Regions from separate parts of the Mus musculus genome. Here region 1 is linked to region 2. The links are chromatin contacts, called in public Hi-C maps. All regions are on one chromosome and are shown on one strand. Each heading gives the region's core, a stretch centred on a gene start, on an enhancer-like site or on the middle of the called end of the contact. The rest is flanking DNA. Distances are from core to core; before and after follow the strand shown.

What was found. A called contact is a pair of places that touch in the nucleus more often than the background predicts.
Region 1: a contact with region 2 is called in a Hi-C map of bone marrow-derived macrophages, with 1.9 times the contacts expected there. The contact joins two enhancer-like sites. A contact is called at or near these places in 1 of 484 Hi-C or Micro-C datasets (bone marrow-derived macrophages) and 1 of 115 datasets of contacts at active chromatin or transcription factors (large pre-B cells).

Annotation. Positions count from the first base shown.
Region 1 is chr4:56,068,361-56,072,308 of GRCm38.p6, reverse strand. No RefSeq gene overlaps it. Among named protein-coding and RNA genes, the nearest start is that of Gm12519, 70 kb to the right of the region's middle. Within about 2 kb of position 1,433, at least 43 of the 459 cell types and tissues checked have an H3K27ac peak or open chromatin away from gene starts, as enhancers often do. A contact at or near this core is called in bone marrow-derived macrophages, where this site is marked.
Region 2 is chr4:55,836,956-55,840,663 of GRCm38.p6, reverse strand. No RefSeq gene overlaps it. Among named protein-coding and RNA genes, the nearest start is that of Gm34482, 110 kb to the left of the region's middle. Within about 2 kb of position 2,058, at least 13 of the 459 cell types and tissues checked have an H3K27ac peak or open chromatin away from gene starts, as enhancers often do. A contact at or near this core is called in bone marrow-derived macrophages, where this site is marked.

The DNA.
Region 1 (3,948 bases), core at 184-2,683, 230 kb before region 2:
TCCCATTTAAAAAAAAAAAAAAGAAGTTTCATTGACTCTTTCATCTTCTCAGGGTTACTTTTTACCATTCTCTCATCCTGCATTCCCACACATCAGCTGTGTTTACAGTCCACCACAGCATTGCCCATGTCTCTGTGCTCTGCAGTGCTCTTCTGTTTCAATACACTTAAATGTACATCTTTACCAGAAAACACCTCCACCTTCAAGCATTAGTTCTTGGATTCCCTGTCTTCTGCTGCTCTCCCTTGTCTCTCCTTTGAGGTGTAAGTGCTCCTTTTGATGTGCTCTCTTAGCTCTCAATGCTGTCTTTATTCAGTTTCTAAACTTTCATTAGGGACAAGGATAAGCACAGTGTCAGAATTCTGTAGAGAGGGAAATATTGAAAGCCAAAATTAAATTATCAAGATGAAAAGATAAAACAAGAATTTATGGCCTCAAGATGCCACTAGCCGTGTTTAAAATGAATGTCTGCAGAAACACCCAAAGCCAATGTCGTACTTAAAACTAAGAGCAAAAATTCAATCCAAGGGAGGGTCACAGATAGGTAGAAAACAGATACCCTGGAACATGAACAAAGGGCTAATAAAATCCTAGTGGATTCTTTAGGAAACACAAACTGAGCTCCATTCAGAGATGTGTGGCTCTCCAAGGTGAAACTACATTTTTTAGTTGTTAGTTTAAAAAGTACCAAGCCTCAATCATTGTGGGTCCCAGTAGCCAGGAAGATCATCAGATGAGTTGAGGATGGAACCCCTTGTCTTCTCTAGACATGTCATCCTTGAAATCTGCAACTTTGACAAGCATGTGTAATTTTTCAGCAAATTATGTGGAGATAATAATAACATTATCTAGGTCTTTTCTTCAAACTGATCCATATTTATTCATACTTAAGCTCATGGATTCAGGAAAATTTGTAAACTCCGATCCACTAATCATAATGTGGAACCTATGGGTCATCCTGCTTTAATGATAGCATCCCCTGTTTACATGGAGATTTTACATTATAAGAACAACAGCTGGGACCCTCAGTGTATTTATAAATGCTTTCCATGTGTCATCTTACTTAATCTTTTTATTAATTGTACGGCTAAGCTCTATTTACATCTCACAAATCATAAAACCAAGACAGAGAAGACCAGAGCTCACCCCAAACCATGAGGCACAAGCGTTCGGAATCAGCCACAGCAAGCACAAGCTGTAATCTGTCAGTTGACTCTCTCAACCTCTCAAGAATAAAGAGAGTGATGATTCTGTGAAGAGGGAACTGTTCTGGGACTAAGTTATTTTCCACCCAAGACAATGATGAGAGCATCACTGAGACTGTTTGGAAAGCTTTGAAACAAGTTCCCCAACTTCAGTTGCTGTTGGGCTTGATGTAGCCCATTCCAGGAAATCCAAAGGCTGAGACAGCAAGAGCTCTGGGCCAGAGCCAGCAGAATGTGTTTGCTTTGACATCCATCTGCTCTCCCCAGTTACTAGAACAGCAACTTCCTATTTACTATGGCTTAGTTGTGGTTCTGTGACTGCGTGGGAGGAGACAGCCTCTGCGTGTGTACGAGGGAGGGTGTTAGATGTGGTAAGTAGAATAGGTCTATTAACCTATTTAGTGGTATCATCTTGAGATGGTGAAGGAAACTAGTGGTAGATGGAGAGGCAAGGGTTGTTGGACTCCTATGACTGTGGGAAGAGCTGAGAGGGACCAGCCAATATAATGCTATATTCATCTGAATCCAAAGACTCCAGGTTGGAGGGGTGTAGAAGCAACCTCCAAAGAACTCAAAAGGAAAAAGCTTGGCTCTAAGCATTTGCATCATCTAGAGAGCATACAGCCAACTTCTGATGTAGTGTACTTTTCACATGTGTCTTGTTTTCTCTCCTCCTTCATCCTCTTCATCCAGAGACCACAGGTGGATCCAAACCAACAGGGGACTGACAGTAAGAACTCAGATGAAAGTCAGATGGGGAAACGCAATTCAGAGAGAAGGAAACTGAACCATGTCCTTCATTCCACAGAAGGCTCCAGAGCAAAGCCACCCAGGACAGAGGAAGGGGAAGGCTGAACTAGAACCCAAATTCAGCATTGTGATCCACTGGCGGAAGTGAACTCATTCAGATGTCAGAGTTGAGACTGTGATTCCAAACCATAGAAACCAGTGCACTGTGCCCTACCAGGAAGTGAGCAGGAAGGGTCCACTGAGGTGGAAGAAAATCCTGTCTAACTACTGTCATTCAACTTGGGCCATTCTGTTTCTTTACATACTTATCATTTTCTTTATAGTTTTCCTCCTTCCTTAATGATGGCTGTGGGAAGGAACCTAAAGCCCTCTGAATGTTTCTCCTGCTGTTTTCAGTCCCATTTTTCTCCATCAACTTTGCCCCATACCTTGTATCTTTTACGTATTGCATTCATTAATATTAAAATGACTTCCTCATTGTTTTTTATATTTTACTTGCATAGCCTATTACCAATATCCATTGTTTCCTGAGAATGTTGACTTACATTTTAAATTCCTGTCTCATTTATAATTCTGCTTTGTATAAGTATTGACTTTCTTTTACACTAGTTAATTCCCCACTCCTTATTTGGGTGTGAAGATTCATGTTACCCAAGATAATCATGCCTGAACCCATAAAACTATTTTAAGGGAGATCTGGAGACCCAGTCCCTACTGAGCATCTGCCTTGGTGTGACAAGGCCTGAAGTGGCTGTTCTCCAGAGCAGGGTGCCCTTCCTCATTGCTTCTAGGACACAAAGCACCTCCTTCTAGCAAGGATCTCCTTTAGGTTCTTTGAGAACCCATATAAAGGACAGGTTCAACAGAAGAGAATTGGGAAGGACAGCTGGCTGCTACAACCCAGTTTTCATCCCCCTCTTCCCTAAGTCAGTCCTTCCACACTGTCCCTTGGCTCTGACACATCACATTCTTTAAGGATTCTCAGAGCTTGTTCAGTTGTCATGGAAGAGTTGCAATACTGGGAGACCTCCCCTTCACTTAAGAGAGGAAGAGGGCAAGCTTCCAAAGAAAGGGCACAGACTCAGAAGGATGCGTGGGCAGAGTACCTTTAGGTGAGTTTTGCAAAGTAAGTGAGTGGTGAGTGGTAACCAGAGACTTAGGAATGGGTTCTAACCGCAGAAGGCAGTTCCTTATGGGCAAACAGTTGGAAAGTTAATTAATAGCTTAGAAATCAGTACACTATGGTTACTTTTGCTGTTAGACTTTGGTCACATCGCTCACCTCTCTGAGTCATGGTGTCCTCATCCATCAGATGGGGATAAGGCTTGCCCCTCCAGTGCCACTTCAGTAGGTTGCAGGTGAAAGCTATGACAACAATGAGCCAGAATTCAGCAGAGGCCGGCTATGATGGTACAGGCATTGTAATTTCCCTGGCCTAGCCTAGCATCCGAGACATTCATGGTCTTGTCCCTTTTCTCCTGCAGTTAGGTGGCTGAGTGGTGGTCTCTCTTTACATGGCAACATCAAACTCTCATCATGGCTCATGTACATAGAAGGCCCAGTTCTGTCACGATGGACTCCTGGGGCTTAGTGTTGGTTTTGTATGCATACCTTGCTGGTTAAAAGCCCACAGTGTTTACGTGTACAAGCCTTACCAGCCATTGACACCACAGACTACAAGGAATATGTTTTCTAAATGGTTTATCTTATCCTTTTCATAAAGGGGACCAGGCAGTATGGACCAGCCATGCTTTAAAATTCAAATAACTTACCATTGCAATTTCAGGGTTTTCTGACTCGTAATGACTAGACATATTCTATGAGTGGCAGATCGTTTTCATTGACAGTTACATACAAAAGAACCATGAGGAAAAGCTAGGAGACAGCTCACTGAGTAACAAGCTTCCTGTACAAGCTTGAGGCCTTGAATTCGAATCCCTTTTACCGGTGTTGGAAAGCTGGGTATGGCAGTGGGCAATCCCCTCACTGAGAC
Region 2 (3,708 bases), core at 809-3,308:
CTCTCCTAAGGATGACTTAAGTAACTCCTTATCTCCAAACCCATATGCTAAGGATCAGGCATTTAGGACTTCAATATGTGAATTTGGGAGAGATGTCAGTTTACTATACCACTTTACTGGTAAATGGTTGGCTTAATGTAAATCCATCCCCAGGGAGAGTAAAATGAGACAATGTCCCAAGTTTGTCTCAATGTCCTAAATAAGGTCTCAGCTTTCAGATGACAGAGTCAGTAGAGGACAGAGGATAGGTTCTTGAAACAGTATACGTAGTCTTATTGATATCAAATAGGCTAAGAAGGTGCCAGTGAGACAACTTAGCAGGCAGAAGTGCCTCCATACCTCACAAACAAGGAGGAAAACTTGAGCTCAGTCCCCAGTGGCTGACCAGTGAACAAGAACTAAAGCAAATGGATGCAGTAGTATGCAACTGTAATCCTGCAAGAGAGGGTAGCAGTGATGTGAGAAATGCCTGGGTGCTTCAGGGGCTAACTCACCTGGAGGGAATGTAGCATGGTGGGAACAAGACAGATGTTGCCTCCAGAGCGAGGTGGGGGGAGGGGAGAACAAACATCTGAAAATTGTTTCCTGACCCCCACACTTACGGTTACACATGCTAATGTATGCGAGTGTGCGCACATACATACACAAACATACACATACACACATACCCTATGTATACACACATGCAATTACAGTAAATAACAGTTTAAAAAAATAAATGAATAGTCTAATCATGCTTTCACATCACCTGGTGGCTACTGAATAGGGACACTGGTAACTGAATCAGAAGGACGTCAGTGCAAAAGGTCCTGTATAACAGATATACAGAATGTAACTTTGATCTGAAGAGAAGAAAAGAGGTCTTCCTGAGTATGCTGGAATAGCCTCCTAAAACATGGCTATGCAAAATTAGAAGAGACAGAGGACACCCCCAGAAGTCTTGAAATCTGCCCAACATTGTACTATTTGATTGTCAGAGAGGGCTGGGGACAGCAGCCAAGCAGAAAGAAGCCAGTGGAGGTTGAAGCTATAGCTGGCTCCTCATGGGAGTGAACGGTGCTCTCTATGGGGTGGAAGCTGCTGCCTCCTTCCTCTGACTATGGTTAGTACTGATTCTAGAAACTGGTGTGCTAAGGCATGTTACATACAGAGGAATCTTGGAAAGACAGCACACCAAATGTGGTGCAATGCTCATGCTTTGGATCCCCAACCCCTACCAGTCAATATTGCTATCTCTACACAGCATGACACCATGACCATGAAACATCCCTATTGACACCTATTATTCTGGCACAACTGTTAATGGTTAATGGTATTGCTGTCAAATCGGTCCTCATCCTAATTAAGGCATCTTACAGGTGCTGCTTTGTGGCCCACACATTGTTCCCTGGATTTTCCTTCATCAACAACAAATCCTTTCTACAGCACATGCACTAAGGACCAGGTTGTCTGTGTGACCTGTTCTGTTCCCTAGTAGCTAGCCAAGGACTGGCTCAGACTGTGTATGCTGGAAATATTTACTGAATGGGACAAAAACAATTCAACCAGGCAATGCAGCGCCCCTATTGTGGACATCACCTTCTCTTCTTCGCCCTTTTTAAGGTCAGTGAATCCTAGGAGGAGCTGACTGTCCTCAGTGTTCCCATGCTGAGCATGGGTCTTAGACAAAGGCAGGAATATAAGCAGCAAGACTTTCTCTCTGTTGTCATCGAGGTCTACAGATTAGGGCAAGGTCTCCTCTTCCTACTGGGGGAGAAACCCCAGCTGTGTTTCTCATACCATGGAAGAAGTCTGAAGCTTCCTTTACACTGCTTTCTTCCAGTGTGCCTGGAAGCCAATGCCAAGTCCCTGGTTGACTAAAGCACTCTGCTAAGTCTGACGGTTGAGGATCTCACCATTGTTTTCTGCATATGCTCTACACATGTATTCCATCTCCTGGCACTTTATTAGTGACTTTTCTCATTGCTACGACAAAACACTGGACAAGAGCAAAATAAGGAAGAAAGAGGCTGATGCTGACTCATACATTGAGAGCACAGTCCATCATGGCAAGGGAGTCATGGGAGCAGGAGTGTGAGGTGGCTGGTCACATGGTTTCTGCAGTTAATAAGAAGCAGAGATGGATGAATGTTGGTGCTCAGCTAGCTTTCTCCTTTCCCTTTTTAATTCAGTCTGAGACCTCAGCCCATGGAGTGGTGCCATTCACACTGAGGGTGGGCCTTTCCTGCTCTCGTTTCTCTTTAGCTCCCTTAAAGACCAGAAATGTGACTCCTAGGCAATTCTACATCTAGTCAACTTCACAATAAAAAATAGCCATCACCAGCCTACCCCTTGCCAACTTGACACCTGAATGCATCCTATTTGGATCAGCTTCTTCTCAGTCAGTGTGCCTCAGCCTTACTGCCTCTGACTTTTAAACACAGGCAACTGCATCATCTGTCAGAGTCAGTAGGCCAAGGGAGGGTGGGCACAGAATACATACTTCTTACAAGTTCCCAGGTGACATTGATATAGGCTGTCTGGGAACACCATTTGGGAATCCCTGTTCTTGATCCTCCTTGGAAAAGAGCTAGCTCCCCCCCCCCCCCACCGCCCAGAAGCTCAAAGTAACCAACTTCTTTTGGGCTGGATATTGTAATCAACTGGTTCTCTGGGAATTCAGCAGCATTTTTTGGCACCACTCACATGATTCTCAGGCAAAATCAAGGCTTCTCCAAAGCTTATTTTCCCCAAACCCGACTTCCACCATCCCTTCTGCCAATCCCAGCTGTCCTGGTCTGAGCTGTGAGCACCGTTTGCTTCCTCACATTCTCAGGATGTATTTTTTCCACCACCACAGTGAATTCATCTTTATGAGGTGGGAGGTAAGAGCTGGCAAGATCCTAATTTGTGTCACCTCCCAACAGTACCCTTTAAACACTTGCTCAATATTTATTTAGGGAGGTGGTGTGGATAAAAAATGATTTTCTCTTAATATAAATTTTATTCAGGCAGGTTCTTATAATTCAATCCCATGGCCAACAACTGTCCAATGCTCATAAAATATTGATAAAAGGGGAAAACAGGTATTTCCTATTTTCTGTGGTTCTTGAACTTAGTATTCAGTTGCTTTTTTCACAAAAAGCCAATAAACTACTTAAGGGGACTACTAAGAATTTTTAATTTAGATAAGAAAATGAATCATCAAAGTAAAGAATGTTACATCCACACACTCTGGTTCCAGCAGCTCAGCTGACTAATCTTGCCTGAGCATGTCCCTCTAAACTACTTAGAAGAACCAGGCAATTACTTGCAAGGCTTTTAGAAAACAAAACAAAACAAAACAAAACAAAACAAAACAAAACAAAACAAAACAAAACTACCCTACTTCCATTGGAAGGCATTTTGTACTTGAGTGAGAGATCCAGTCTACATTTTTGCAAATTGTATAAAGTGTTATAGGAGGATTTCTATGTAAGACTGCTCCATATTTCCAACTCCCAGAAGTTTCACCCATGGAATGGTGCCCTGGAAGGTGGCCCAGGTGCCATTCTTTCCAGTGCCCTTTGCCTTCCATGTTATTCTTCCCATCACAAGCATTTCTGGAGGTGGACCCTATAAACATCTTTTCTCATCAGAAGAGTTTGCACCTAAAGAAATCAAGAAAGAAAGATTCCATGGTAGAAAAATATCACCAATCAATGCCAGGTCCATTGGAAAATCCAAGGC